Linked DNA regions of Sus scrofa: all the other regions are linked to region 1. The links are chromatin contacts, called in public HiChIP or PLAC-seq maps. All regions are on one chromosome and are shown on one strand. The core of a region is the stretch at or near the end of the contact, and the rest is flanking DNA. Distances in the headings are between cores, read along the strand shown.

Region 1 (5,010 bases), core at 1,066-3,565:
GGCAAGTAGTAAAAAGGAATTTGTGAGTTTCTGTTTCTTTTATTTCTGAGGAATGCCATTGTTTGGTGAGACAATGTGGACTAGTAAAAAGAACACAAATGGGTTCTAAATTGACTCAACTGTTGTGGGGTGGTGTGAATGCATCAGTACATGTAATAGAGGGTCCGGAGGAAGCAGGAGCAAGATCTGAAAAAGAACAACTACCTCACATTGCTGCTGTTAAGAATTCATTGAAAATTGTTGAGAAAGGTCTCTAACAGAGGGCTAGACAAGCAGGCAGGCATTTGATACAGTTTATTAACATTTCCTTATTCATGGCCCACTTCAACCTTTGAAGTCTTGTTTCCAACAAATGGAGATAATGTAAAAAGGATTTTAAATATGTCAGACATGTTTTCTGAAATTGATTCTGAAAACACAGTGATCATACAGAATTATCTCCTCCAGTCACTTCATTTTGCGCTTGTTAATAAGTTTATATTGAATACTCCATTTTGGCTAACTCTAGGCAAAAATAATGGGCTAAATGTTTACATCTGATTAACTATGGTCCAGAGAGATATGATCTCCTAGGGGATATGACTTAAAGACGAGAAGAGCTAAAGAAGAGGACAGAAAACTGGGACTATTTAGTGCTTTATGGGCCACACTGCTCTTTCACACCCATTTGATCTCTATACAGATGAGACAGGCATGGATGATATGAGTCTCATTAATGAGTGAAAAGGAAACTGAGGCCCAAAGAGGTCAAGAGACTTGCCCAAGGTCACATTCTCAGCAAAGCCAGGTCTTACAAACCAGTCGATTTTTATTCATTGTTCTGGCATCTAAAAAAATCAGTGGCCTGGTGCAAGAGCTGAAAATGTGGAGGAAAAACTTTTTAAAAAACAGGACAGTCCTGTAATAGGATGTAAGTATTCCAGATGATCAGTGTATTCGTCACATACATAATACAGTTTGGTTTGATACCATTCAAGCTAAGCAATGAATAAAAAATCTTAGGTCTCAAAGTAATCCAACATCATTTTGGCAAACCTATTGGAGGGTGAGAGAGTTACTCTTAAGCAGTGTTTGGGTATTAGCCTTTGTCCACTGTAAGTGAGAATTTGCTGAAGAAAACTGTGATTTAATAAACCATTTATCAACCTCTTGGTGGCACAATGGGCCTACTAAATGTTGGTGGGCTGCTTGCTGTTTCTTCAGCAAAGAACAATCAGTAAAGCTTACTTGGAGGGCACTTGCGGACAAGAGAGACAACCATGTGAAGGGCCACGTGCGTGTGACTTTCATAGAAAATACTACTTGGTGATGATGAAATTTGTGAAGGGTAACTACCCGAAAGGAAAAAGCGAAGGTAAAGGAAGATCAAGGGCAGCTGGCACTCAAGCTTACCCAGCAAAAAGCACAGGATGTTAAACCAATTACAGGGATTACAGTGTCTTAATTTTTAGGAAGAATTGGTTGTTGAAGCAGCCAAATTCCAACCTGGGGAGACGGCGAGTTAAAATTTGAAGGAGACTTGCCCAAGAACTACTTAGGTAACTTTCCCACGTCTCGGAGAGGAGTAAGAGGCGCCAAGGGAGCGTGCCCCATACCTCACCCCAACCTCTCAACATCTCGGCCCCAAACCCGGTCTGGGGCCTACGACTGGCCTCCGTTGTGTTGTTTTCGCTCCTTTTTTCCACCCCGCCCCTCTCCGATTAAAAAAAAACTGGGTGTGCCCTAGTTTTTGCACAGCCCCCATCCGATGGGTGGGGGACAGGTCCCGACCACTGCGGGTTAAGGCCCTGCAGCTAGGCGGGAGCCGGCGGGGGCCGACCAACGCGAGTCCGGGAGTAGCCGAGCGGACGCAGGCGGCCGCGCGCCGCGCTTAAACTCGCGCCTCCACCAGCTCACGAGCTGCGCCCCACCCGCTTCGTCACCAAAGGCGCCCAGCCAATGAACGGGCCGGAAAGGCCGGGCCTGCGGGCTAAGCCCTGGGAGGGGGAGCGGAGGGAGGAGGACGGGAAGTTGAGGGCGGGCTATATTTGATTGACAGACCTCTCGAACCAATCTTCCGCGCGGCTTCTCTTCGCTCTCTACTCTGCTCTGCTTAGCTCTTCGTCCCACCTTCTCCTCTTCCACCCCCCCTCCTCGCTCCTTTGCGACCCGCCCCACTTCCCTTCCCCCACTCTGCGGGCAAATCGCTGCTGGAAAGAGGCGGGGGCCGAAGCGGCGGGCTCGTGTGGAGCCTAGAGCAGAGATTGATGGGCGATATGACCAATAGGAGGTAGGCTGATGGCGCGGCTATGGCTGGAAGCGGCCAATGGGCAAGCGGACTGGGGGCGGAGGCCCAGGTTCCAAACGCTCCGCGGCGCCATGGGCTGAAAACTCAACCGAGATGGAATCTCCCAGTCTGAACCGGTTTCAACCGGTTCCGAGTTTGAGGCACTAGGAGGAGGGGGAGAAGCGGCTGCAGCGGCCGCGGCAGGAGCAGCGGGAGCTACAGCATCAGCAAGAGCAACAGTAGCTACAGCCCCGGCGGCGGTGCCTGTTCCAGTCTTTGCTGCTGCAGTCCGTGCAACCACCCAGAGGGGGAGGGGGGAACCACCAGTCGCTGAGGAGCAAGAGAAGGGGGGAAAGTTTAGGCGAGCCTGGGTGGGGGGGGCCCAGCACCGGAGCCGCGTGAGAGAGGGAGCCGTATTTTGGTAGGGGGGAGTCGGACTGTAACTGGCAGCAGAGCGTCCCCCGACCGTGTGGACTCTACACCCCCTACTCCTGCCGCTCCTGCTGCCGCCTGTGGCTGGAGGGTCCCCCTGGGGCTGAATCTTTGGGACCTGACCCGGTTCCCCTCCCCCTTCCCTCACGCCCCAGCCAGGCGGGAGCATTTATTCCACATATTAATTCCCCTTCTTTTTTTGGGGGGGAGGGTGGGTGTGTGTGTCGGGGGGAGGTGTCCCTGAGATAGTAAATATTGAGCTTTTTTTTTTTTTTTTGCCCTTATCGCCTTCGTTTTTTTTTTAATTTCTTTTTTTAAGGTGGGGAAACTGTGAAACCCACCTTGATTTCCTCCCCTCTTCCCCCCCTCCCCATCTTCCCTCGCCCTAATCCCCCGACAAGGAAGGAAGAAGCAGTTGGTTCAATCTCTGGGTAAGTCGACTGTGTCTTCGGGGCCGAGGGTCGGGCGGCGGCGCGGCCGGGCGGGAGGAGGCTGGTGTGGGGCGCGGCGGCGGCCGCGGGAGACGAGCCGGGGAGGCGGCGGCGGGCCCACAGCACAGCCTGCGATTGAATGGAGCCGCTTCTGCCGCTGGGGGATGGAGGCGGGGAGGCGGCCGCGGGAGGGGAGCGCTTGCTTGGGTCATTCGCGTGTGCGGGTAGCGGTGGAGGAAGGCAAGGAGCGTGATAGTGAAGTGGGGCCCGGCGCGGGAGTGGAAGGGCTTCCCCAGCCCAAGGGGCCGGGGAGAAGTTAGGGTGATTTCAGGAACATCTCAGGAAATTATTAGGAGTGGAAGTTTCCAGAAATATTTAGTGCAGCAGCATTGAAACGTCCGCCTGCATCACGTGGCCCCTCGGTGGAGAGCTTGGGATCGCGGGAGGGAGGGGCTGATGCCTGCTCCTCCTGCAGGGAAACTCAGAATCTTTGGGTTTTTGCAAAGTAGGATTAAAAGTAGGGAAGGTTATTTGGTTTTTTTGGGGGGGGGGAATCTGCAGGTGAGGTTCCATGCTGTAGTTTTGCTTTCACGGACTTGAGTGTGTTAAGTGATCAAAACGTTTACTGCTGGCGCTGTACAGTGGACAATATCCTGATTCTGCTTCATTCCGATGTCTGAGTTTGGGGTGGGTGGAAGGAAGCGGTGTACTAGAGGAAGCATTAAAGATCTGCCCAGCACGGACCTCTGATCACGCAGAGGCCATGCTGCATTGAGAATGGGGCGGTGAACTTCAGGCGCCTGGTCTAAATGCCTCCTCCGAGTATGGGCGGGGTGAGTGCGTGCTCCAGTATGCTATAGTTAGAAGTGCTGCGGATCGGTTCGGGTGGGAAGAGAGGGGAGGGCGGGCCTTAGTGAGGTGTGTTTCTACTGAATGAAGCAGGCAATTGCCCACACACCTAAAGTAGCAGTCTTTCTCCTTGTAGCGACTTGTTTTTTGACCTACTATGTAGTTATCATTAAGCAACGGTTATGATTTTTTGGCTTTTGGATGGGAGCTGGCAGTGTGTAGCTGCCAGTTTGAAGTGGCTGTGAAGGTATTTTGGTAGTCACTTGTAGAGTCACCACATGGCTGGACAGTACCTTGTATTTGCTGTGCAGTGAGTGGAATTTAGCATTGAGTGTCCCAAGGAACGGAGAAAGCTTTTGTGGTTTCTTTCACCTCCCGCTTTGGCTGTTTTGCTATCTGCTTGATTGTGTATCTTAAGCGCGTTGGACACTGCTGTTGGTGGAAAGAATGTTTTGGAAGCTATTTAATTTGGGAGACTAAATGTGCTTGGCATTGACCAGAAAGCCGCCATTTCTGTACTACGTACAGTTTAAGACTAGGTAGGTCATTTCGAAGATAGGCGCTAGTTCTAAGGGTGGCATACCCTGCTGTATTTAACAGAAGCTTCTATTCTAAACCTGCTTTTTCACAGGATTTGTCTTGAACTCTGTAAAGACAATGTACTTGAAAATGAAACTTTTTATAGTTACTTTATTTTTTGTTTTGGCTATTACATTATGATAGGACTAAATAGGAGAAAAGTTCGTTCAGTTTTTAATTAACTCCCCCCCATAGAACATTTGATATGTAGATCTTGATTCTTCGTGGACATTGCTTTTCAGGCTCAATTTTTAAGATTGTTCTGATCCTTTAAAATTACATGACACTTGAAGGGGAGAGATTTAACGCTTTAATTTGTGAAATATATATTTCCTTTTTTGTATTAATATTTAGGTCAAAGATTATGTTAGGTAGTAACTGCTGGTAGAAATTTTTGAAATCTCATCAGTTTTGTTGTCAATGGATCAAAAAACTTGAATGAAAGTCCTTAAA
Region 2 (5,010 bases), core at 1,465-3,964, 350 kb before region 1:
TCAAGGTCACAAAATTAAACTTTATTTTCTTTTATATTACATTAATAAATAAAGTTTTACATCATCTGAACATGAAAAAAATTCCAAATTCAGGGAGTTCCTGCTGCGGCGCAGCGGAAACGAATCCGACTAGGAACCATGATGTTGTGGGTTCGATCCCTGGCCTCACTCAGTGGGTTAAGGATCGGGCGTTGCTGTGAGCGATGGTGTAAGTCGAAGACACAGCTCGGATCTGGCATTGCTGTGGCTGTGGCACAGGCCGGCAGCTACAGCTCCGATTGGACCCCTAGCCTGGGAACCTCCATATGCTGCGGGTGCAGCCCTATAAAGACAAAAAAAAAAAAAAAAAAAAAATCCAAATTCAAATTATAACTATCTCAAGGTTCCCTTTGTGGCTCAGTTGTTAACGAACCCAACTAGCAACCATGAGGATGTAGGTTCAATCCCTGGCCTCGCTCGGTGGGTTAAGGATCCGGCATCGCTGTGAGCTTTGGTGTAGGTAGAAGACATGGCTCGGGTTACGTGTTGCTGTGATTGTGGTGTAGGCTGGCAGCTACAGTTCCAATTCCCAATTTGACCCCTAGCCTGAGAACCTCCATATGCTGCGGGTGTAGCCCTATAAAGACAAAAGACCAAAAAAAAAATAAAATATAATTATAACTATCTCTCACCAAGAACAAACACTTAATACTACAGAACTACTAAGGCTTATTTTTTATCCACCAGATCTCATGAACCTAAAGAATCAATTAGTGAAATTCCTCAAGAAGACATAAGCGCAAATAATCCCTATTTCCTAAATATTCTTATTTCAGATTTGCATCAAGTAATCAACTTAGAAATATAACTTGGGAGTTCCTGCTGCTGTGTAGTGGGTTAAGGATCTGGTGTTGGCTCTGCCACAGCTTGGATCACTACTGAGGCACAGGTTCGGTTCCCAGCTGAGCACAGTGGGTTAAGGATCTGGCATTGTCACAGCTGTGGCATAGGCTGCAGCTGTGGCGTAGGTTGCAGCTGCAGCTCAGATTCAGCCCTTGGCCTAGGAACATCCATATGTGGCACATGCGGCAGGGGGGAAAATATATATATATATAAATAAAACATATACAATATTGTTCCCAAATATTAACCATTATGAATTTAAGAACAGATTCTAAGATGGGGGGCAAGCAAAACTTATTTGTAAAGGTTCAGATGGAAAATATCTTTGGCTTTGAAGGCCACAAGATCTGTTTCAACCACTCATAGTGGTGAAAGCTACTATAGATAAAATGTAAGTAAGTGAACATGCGGCCATGTTCCAATGAAAATTTATTTATAAAAATGGGCTGCAGGCTAGGTTTTTCCCAGGGGCCATAGCTTGCCGATCCCCGATTAGGACTATTATACCTTCCAGCTCTCCCCACGCAGAAATAGTGTAGGTTTTCCCACTGTGTATATCTTTTTAATGGCAATCTCCACATTTAAGCAGTATCCACTCGTTCACATATTCTACAGATTTTTACTGTATGTATACCACACTCCAGAAACAGTTTCAGGTATTAATGATAAAGAACAAAAAAAATAATAATAAAGTCCTGACCTCTTAAATGCTTACATTCCAATAGGAGAATCAACATATAAACAATCCAGTAAGCACATAATTTCAGTTAGTGCTAAGTATGAAAAAAAGTAAATCAAGGGTAATAGAGTGGCGGAGGAAGAGTTAGCTTCTTTGTATATAAGCCAGGGGAGACCTCACAGGAAATCACTTTAAAGCAGAGAATGAGAGTTTCCATCGTGGCACAGTGGTTAACAAATCCCGACTAGGAACCATGAGGTTGCGGGTTCGATCCCTGCCCTTGCTCAGTGGGTCGAGGATCTGGTGTTGCCGTGAGCTGTGGTGTAGGTCCCAGACGTGGCTAGGATCCCACATTGCTGTGGCTCTGGCGTAGGCTGGCAGCTACAGCTCCAATTAGACCCCTAGCCTGGGAATCTCCATATGTCATGGGTGTGGCCCTAGAAAAGGCAAAAAGCCAAAAAAATAAAAAAAAAAAGGTCAGACCATTTACAATTAACTCAAAAAGTTTTTTAAATAAGTAAAATATATAAAACCCAAAGAAGAAAAAATAGATGAATAAAAATGAAACAGGATCTAAACATTTTTGAATTTCAAATTATCAAGAAAAGAGTATAAAATAAATAAGCAATAAGGATATACTGTACAGCACAGGGAAATATAGCCATTATTTTGTAATAACTTTTTTTTGGGGGGGGGCACACCTGCAGCATATGGAATTCCTGGGCTAGGGATCTAATCTGAGCCATAGCTGCAACCTATGCCACAGCTACCGTAATATCAGGTTCTTAACCCACTATGTCAGGCTGGGCATCAAACCTGTACCATCTCAGAGACAATGCTGGATCCTTAACCCACTGCACCACGGCAGGAGGTCGTGTACTAACTCTAAATGGAGAATAATCTATAAAAACAATCGCTATGCTATATATCTGAAACTAATATACTATAAATAAACTATAATTCAATTTTTTAAAATTACAGAGGAAACAAGAAATTAAAAAATTAATTTTAATTGACAACTGAATATTGGATTATATCCACAACAAAAGAAAATTCAACACACTTCATTAAAAATTTTAATGATATTTCACTAAGTAAATACATCACCACCAACAGAGGGCAGTAGTGAATACGGAATATAATTGAACAAGTGCAACTTCCTAGAAAAGATCTTTCTCTAGAATTCTAGTAAATAGAACTAAGGTTGACAGAAGGAACAAGAAACACAGAGCATGCAATCTGTGAGAAGTTGAACTTATAAATGTGAGCAAACAAAATTAGATTAAAATAGTAGAGTATTTGTAAAGGATGTCATTTCCCTAACTAAATGCACCACTATCAACTGATTTCACTGCTTCCTGGGAGCTACTAAAAAATAAAACTTGCCCTAAGGCAAGTGAATAGTCAGCTTCAAGTATCTACAAGCAGATGAAAGAAAGGTTTGCCCTTTTGTGATCAACAGGCAAAGCTACAAAGATCAATGTACCAGCCAAGTAGTGTAGAAAAGCTCTAGTTCAAGTGGAAAACAGGGACCAGTATGTATGTGAGCAATCAATACACTACACCTGGGCACACACTGTGACGGCTGGAAGGAAAGGCTGCACTTTAGGAAGCATCTAAATTTGAAACATATCTTGGAAATAAATGAATGCAGGCAGCTGGAAGTAAGGAGCCTGATAACGTGAACCCACAGTCTATTTCCTGCTGAGAGTTACACATCCCTCCCTTCCCTTCCTCTTACACCTATTGTTCCTATTCATTTTCACTCTCTACAGAACTTGATGACCTATAGATGATTGAAAGGTATGGCAACCAAGTGAGAATTGAAGTACCACTCCATTTTTATCCTCAGTTTTTTTCCCTCTGCTTAGACTCCCACATTTTTTTCTTTAGTATTTTTCCTCACTGCTTTTCTTCTAGACTGCCTGCTGAATTTAAGATTGTTGAGACTCCATAGACAAAAGAAAGAACTGTTTTGGAGTTCATGCTGTGGCATGGCAGGTTAAAGATCCTGTACTGCTGCAGCTGGGGTGTAGGTCGCAGCTCCAGCTGGGATTCAATCCCTGGTCTGGGAACTTCCATGTGCCACAGATGCAGCTGAAAAAGGAGCAAAAAAAGAAAAAAAAAACAAAACAGAAAGGAAAGAAGGAAGAAAGGAAGAAAGAGAGAAAGAAAAGAAGAAAGAAAGAAAGAGAAAGAAAGAACTGTTTTGACCCTGTTGTCATCAATATGTAAAAAGGTTTACCCTGCCCACTCCACACTCATTAGTATGGCTACTATCAAAAACTCGAGCAGAAAATAACAAAAAAGAAACCGGAACTTTTGTGCAGTGTTGGTGGGAATGTATAATGACACAGCTGCTGTTGAAAACAGGATGGCAGTTTCACAAAAAATTAAAAATAGAACTACCATATTAATTCCACCCTGGGGTATATACTCAAAGGAATTGAAAGGAGAGTCTCAAAGAGGTATTTGTACGCCCATGTTCGTAACATTATTCACAGCAGTTAAAACAAGGAAGCAACCTAAGTGCCCAAAGATGAGTGGAGAAGCAAAATGTAGTATATACACACAATGGACTATTATTCCCTTAAAAAGGAAGGAATTTTTGACATATACTACAACATGGATGAACCTTGAAGACATTACACTCAATGAAATAACCCAGTCACAAAAAAGACAAATGGTGTATAATTCCACTTAGATGAGATACTTAGTTAAAATCAGAGACAGAAAGTAAAATAGTAGTTGCCAGGACCTGGGGGGGGGGGTTATGAGGAGTTATTGTCTAATGGGTATAGTTCCAGTTTTACAAGGTGAAGAGTTATAGATACAGATGGATGTGATCGATGCACAACATTATGAATACCAACATTATTTTATGTTATATTTATATTATTTATGGTATTCAACATTATGTATACCATATGTAATACCAACGAACTGTATACTTTAAAATGGTTAGGATGACAAATCTTATGTTTTGTGTATTTTACCAAAAATTTATTTATTTATTTATTTTTAATTATTTCCCCAATACAATTTTTTTTCTACTGTACAGCATGGTGACCCAGTTACACATGCATGTACACATTCTATTTTCTCACATTATCATCCTCCATCATAAGTGACTAGACATAGTTTCCAATGCTACACAGCAGGATCTCATTGCTAATCCATTCCAAAGGCAATAGTTTGCATCTATTAACCCCAAGCTCCCAATCCATGCTGCTCCCTCCCCACCAAAATTTTTTAAATTGAAGGGAAAAAGTATACTCTGCCAAAAAAGCAGGAATAAAGGTTAGTAGGAATAAAGGATTAAAAAGTTGTTTCACTTTTTCTTGCCACCTCCACTAATACTCCATATTAGGTACAGCCGTGCAATGGTCAAATTGGACCATTCACCATTTCCTGAAACTACTCTATATTCTCCTGCCCTACCTTTGCTA
Region 3 (5,010 bases), core at 957-3,456, 300 kb before region 1:
CATTCAGCAATTAAAGAGGAACAGACTACTCATATCCACTCAATGTGGATGAATCTCAAAAAATAGTAGGCCTTTGAAAAGAAGCTAAGAGCAAAAGAAGTACATATAGTATGATTCAATTTATATATTTTTTTTTTTTTAAAAAAGGAGTTTGAGGAGTTCCCGTTGTGGTGCAGTGGTTAACGAATCCGACTAGGAACCATGAGGTTGCGGGTTCGGTCCCTGCCCTTGCTCAGTGGGTTAACGATCCGGCGTTGCCGTGAGCTGTGGTGTAGGTTGCAGACGCGGCTCGGATCCCGCGTTGCTGTGGCTCTGGCGTAGGCCGGTGGCTACAGCTCCGATTGGACCCCTAGCCTGGGAACCTCCATATGCCGCGGGAGCGGCCCAAGAAATAGCAACAACAACAACAACAACAACAACAACAACAACAAAAAAGGAGTTTGAGTCATGGCGCAGCAGAAACAAATCCAACCAGGAACCATGAGTTGTGGGTTTGATCCCTGGCCTTGCTCAGTGGGTTAAGGATCTGGCGTTGCTGTGAGCTGTGGTGTGGGTTGCATATGTGGCTTAAATCCCGAGTTGCTGTTGCTGTGGGGTAGGACAGCAGCTGTAGCTCCAATTGGACCCCTAGCTTGGGAACCTCCATATGCTGCAGGTGCAGCCCTAAAAACAAAACAAAACCAAAACAAAACACACACACAAATTTATATGACGTTCTAGAGCTGTCAAGGGAATGGAATGGGGAAGAGACTGGGAAGGGGTACAAAGGATCTTTCTGGGATGATGGAAATGTTCTATATCTTAATATGATGTCATAAGTACATGCATTTGTCAAAACCTATGCAACGATACATTTAAGATTTGTTCATTACACTGTATATGTTACATCTAAACAGAAAAGTACAAAAATAAGTCTTCCTGTGATGATGTAAGATTTGTTATTTTCTTCTTGTACATATGTCCATTTTGCTTTATATATTTTGAGGCTATATTATTAGATACCTGCAAATTTAGAATACTGCTGGTAAATGGAAGGTTTTCTGTCTTTCACATACACATACAATGTGTTTCTCCACACTTACTCCTCCTATTGTATTCTAACCTAGCCTAGCCTAATCTCCCGTTTTCAGTGCTTTAGCATGTAGATCTGCGTTGCTGATTTGGGGCCAGGCTTACAATAAATCCTAGCAAATTCTAAGAGGGGCGCGTGCAGCCACAGGATTAGCTGCATGCAAAGAACTAGAAGTCCCTTCTTTGGTCACTTGGGGCATCCATACTTCAAGGGCTTCCAGCTCTGGCTTCTGCTCAGAATCCAGCCAGAATCTGTTCCAGTGTTCGAAGCAAATGCTCAGCCAAAACAAAAAGCAGCCCGAAGACGGTGAGGGGGTTGGGAATTTTGCAGGTGCTCACGCTCTAGACCAGGCGAACAAGAAAGGCTTGGTATGATGGGCTCAGATCTCAGAGGTTCCAGATATGGAGCGCCGCATACTTAACTTTGTAGTGGTGCGGCAGGTTGAAGGGCCAGGCCTGGGAGGAGGCGGAAGGATAGGGCTGGGGAGGTTGCTGCAGCCTCAGTCTCAGGAAGTAGGGGCTTAGGTAGCTGAGACTGCAACATGCTCGCTATTTTAAGGCTAGGCCCCTCTTACCTGCGAGGGGTGTAGAGCGAAGGCGCCTGCGAAGCACCCAAATTCCAGGTGGGAAAAGTTGATGCGGGAGTGGTGGAGAAGAGGCTTGTCTGTTGTTATCGCTGGGAGCTTGCACACTTGGACCCCACCACTATAAAGCTAATGAACCCAAGCAGCAAACACTGGGTTCATACACCCGCACTGTCACTCACTGGCGAGGTTCTACCCAACTCTGGGCTTTCATTGGTCAGGCGGAAAGTATCGCTAGCCGGATTCGTTGACTTCTGCCAGCTCTCAAGTCAATCAGAGTAGAATGTGAGGCACTCCCTTCCATTCACCCGCTCCACCTCGCGGGAGCCATGTTAGCTAGCGGGGTGCAAACCTTGCCACAGGCCTGAGGCCGCAACACAGTAACATCCCCAGTTTTCCTGTGCCACCGCCGTTTCCTCCTAACATGTTATTTCAATGAATAAAAATGCGCTCCCCCCATAAAAGAGTAACTCATTAGTATAATGTGAGAAGTCTGCGTTTAGGCGGCGAAGCGCAAAGGGAAAGAGGTGCCTTGTTCCGTCCGCCAACGCTCTACGCCAGCAAAGACTCAGTCCTGATTCCCACTATCCAGGAGGCTCCGGGGTTTCCCGAAGCGTGCGCGGGTTTTGAGTGACGTTTGGTCGCTCGCGGCCCCTGTAGCGTCCCTAGTTACCAGGCCCCTAGTAACCACCACTCCAAGCCAGGAGCCGCCGGCTTCCCCGCCCCAGGCCAGCGCGGGCGCTAAGGCCTCGGAGGCGCGGTAATGGCCGCCTCGCACCAAACTGCGAAGCTGGCGGCTGGCAGTCTCCAAACCCCGGTCAGTCCCAACACCGGAGCGCAGATTGCCCAGTACGAACGTAAAGACCCCTTAGAGTCCCTGTCTGCGGCCACGGCGGCCTTGGAGGAGGAGGAGGAAGAAGAAAAGGAGAAGGAAGAGGAGGAGAAGGCAGAGCGGCCGGCGCGGGCGCCGGTAATGCAGGGGCGGGACGTGGGCTGGGGCTGGGCTCAGGCGGGGTGCAGCTGGAGGCTGGTCTGCGACCCCAGTGGTGAGGCGCTGGCTGGGAAATGCGCGCACTATTCGGATCCTCCCTAACCTGGTGAGCCTGGCCCACTGCGTTCTCTCTCCTCCCACAGAAAATGCTCAAAATCGAAGCGTTGAAAAGTCTTTTAATTTTAGCCAGAGATGCAAAATTTTCTTGGAGATTTACGTTTCTCTATTTCTAGAGAGTGCAAAGTACAGAACTTTACTCCTTATGCTCCATCGTCTGTTGGGGGTAGATACAGCTTTTCTTTTTTTTTTTTTTCTTTTCAACTTGAAAATCGATCTCATAGAGGATAACCTATAAAACGGAAGGAAATCAGCTGTGCTGTCAGGTGTGTTTTGTTGTCACCTTGATGTCCTGGTTATTAGTGCATCTTAATACAATACATGAGAGATGGTTTTTAAAACCATCCAGAGTTTAGTGGGTCGATCAGACACAGATATAGTTAAGCCTCCAGAGAAGCGAAGTACTGAGGTTCCAATAAATTATGGTTCCTCAGGGTAGGGTGAGACAGTCTTTTCACTGATCAATTTTCAGTGTCAAATGTGTTGTGAACCCCTGTCCACCAGGTCAAGTCTGCCATCTGCTCTATTCACTTAAAAGGTGGGAATCTTGAATTTTACCTAGCAATCTGCATATATAAACCTCCTTAAACCCAGTTAAAGATTTTTTTTTTTTTTTTTTTTTGCTGCACCCAAGGCATGAGAAAGTTCTCAGGCCAAGGAATCAAACCCCTGCCATAGCAGTGATGACTGGAGATCCATAATCCACTGTCACAAGAGAGCTCCATAAGATTTTTAATACGTTTTGTCCAAACTTTTTCAGATTCAAAATGTTGTGGTCTAGGGCTGATAGAAATCACTGGATATTTTGGATTTCTAATCTCTTTAATCCACACTGTTAATGAGAAAATCTGTAGCAACACTTTTTATAGGTAGTATTTACCAACAGATAAACTACTTGAGGTTATCCAGAGTAATGCAGATTGAGACCATGAAGGTGAACCAGGCCAAGCGACCTAGTACCAAATTCACTCACAGTAACGCTTTCCCTCAACACAAATTTCAGTAGCCAACAAAGGAGACAAAGTCACGAAGGGAAAGGACTCCATATGGATAGAGAAAAAGGATTTGGAGTCCTGGGTTCGGATCTTTTCATTTGCTAGTTGATTTTTTTTTTAAGTATATTTGATTTACAGTATTGTGCTCATTTCTGTTGTATAGTAAAGTGACTTAGTTATACACATATACATTCTTTTTTAAAAAATTAATTTTCCTAGGGCTGAACCCGTGGCATATGGAAGTTCCCAGGCTAGGGGTCAAATCGGAGCTGCAGTTGCCAGCCACAGCACAGCAACACCAGATCCAAGCCGTGTCTGCGACCTAAACTGCATCTTGCGGCAACACTGGATCCTTAACTCACTGAGTGAGGCCAGGGATTAAACCTGTCCTCATAGATAGTAGTCGGGTTCTTAACCTACTGTGCCACAACACAAACTCCAATATATTCTTTTTTAAATATTCTTTTCCATTATGGTTTATCCAAGAAGATTGGCCAGTTGATATTAAGATGTAACTTCCTTCAATCTCAGTTTCCTTATCTGTAAAAGAACTATAATAACTGTCTCTTTCTTGTCTCACTGGACTGTTATGAGAACCAAATGAGAGAATGTATGTCATAACTAAAGGATAGTTTGTGTAAATTAATAATAACAACTGCCAGTGGGACTGTCATTTGAACAATTCTTCCAAAGATTCTGCATTGGCTTGCTGTGGTAGCGGAGTCAGTCATTTCTACAGTTGCAGGTATACTTCCAGAGTGCCCTGATAAATTGCAAATTTGTATTACAAACTTATCACCTGAGGAAAGATTAGTTTGTTTATCTAATGAGCTAGTTTGCAAGGGACAGGATCCTACTGAAAAAAAAAAAAAACAGAAAAGAAGGAAGCTAAGTTACAAGTCTGACACTGTTCTGAGACCACCATACTTGAAGGATCCCAAAGCAAATCTGAACAAGCTGCCACAGTAATAGGCCTCATAGTCAGGGGGCACTGGGGTTGGTGAGCAAAGCACTGAAAAGGCAGGAATGAAAGTACAGGAGCCAAGCTTTGCCTTCTTCACAGTTTGGGTTGGGTTTCCACCTTGATTTTTTTTTTTTTAATTTATCTTATTTTTTGGCTGCACTGGTGGCACATATAAGTACCCAGACCAGGGAGCAAAACTGCGCTACAGCAGTGACAACAGTGACAATGCTGGGTTCTTAACCTGGTAGGCCACCAGGGAACTCCCCTGCCTTGATTTTTTTTTTTTTT

The links. HiChIP or PLAC-seq counts read pairs in DNA pulled down with a chosen protein or histone mark.
Region 2: a contact with region 1 is called in an H3K27ac HiChIP or PLAC-seq map of alveolar macrophages. The contact joins the enhancer-like site here to the promoter of XPO1 in region 1. A contact is called at or near these places in 7 of 47 Hi-C or Micro-C datasets (heart right ventricle, liver, omental adipose tissue and 2 more) and 2 of 2 datasets of contacts at active chromatin or transcription factors (alveolar macrophages and skeletal muscle).
Region 3: an H3K27ac HiChIP or PLAC-seq map of alveolar macrophages shows a contact between it and region 1. The contact joins the promoter of FAM161A here to the promoter of XPO1 in region 1. A contact is called at or near these places in 1 of 5 promoter capture datasets (fetal skeletal muscle), 1 of 47 Hi-C or Micro-C datasets (fetal skeletal muscle) and 2 of 2 datasets of contacts at active chromatin or transcription factors (alveolar macrophages and skeletal muscle).

Annotation. Positions count from the first base shown.
Region 1 is chr3:80,252,701-80,257,710 of Sscrofa11.1, forward strand. It overlaps XPO1 (exportin-1), which reads left to right and starts at 2,316. Exons shown (of 25, transcript XM_021087484.1): 1 at 2,316-3,129.
Region 2 is chr3:79,905,012-79,910,021 of Sscrofa11.1, forward strand. All of the region lies in intron 1 of COMMD1 (COMM domain-containing protein 1), which reads right to left. Among named protein-coding and RNA genes, the nearest start is that of COMMD1, 6.5 kb to the right of the region's middle. Within about 2 kb of position 2,715, at least 6 of the 83 cell types and tissues checked have an H3K27ac peak or open chromatin away from gene starts, as enhancers often do. A contact at or near this core is called in alveolar macrophages, where this site is marked.
Region 3 is chr3:79,950,492-79,955,501 of Sscrofa11.1, forward strand. It overlaps FAM161A (protein FAM161A), which reads left to right and starts at 2,207. Exons shown (of 7, transcript XM_003354802.4): 1 at 2,207-2,625. The coding sequence starts at 2,419.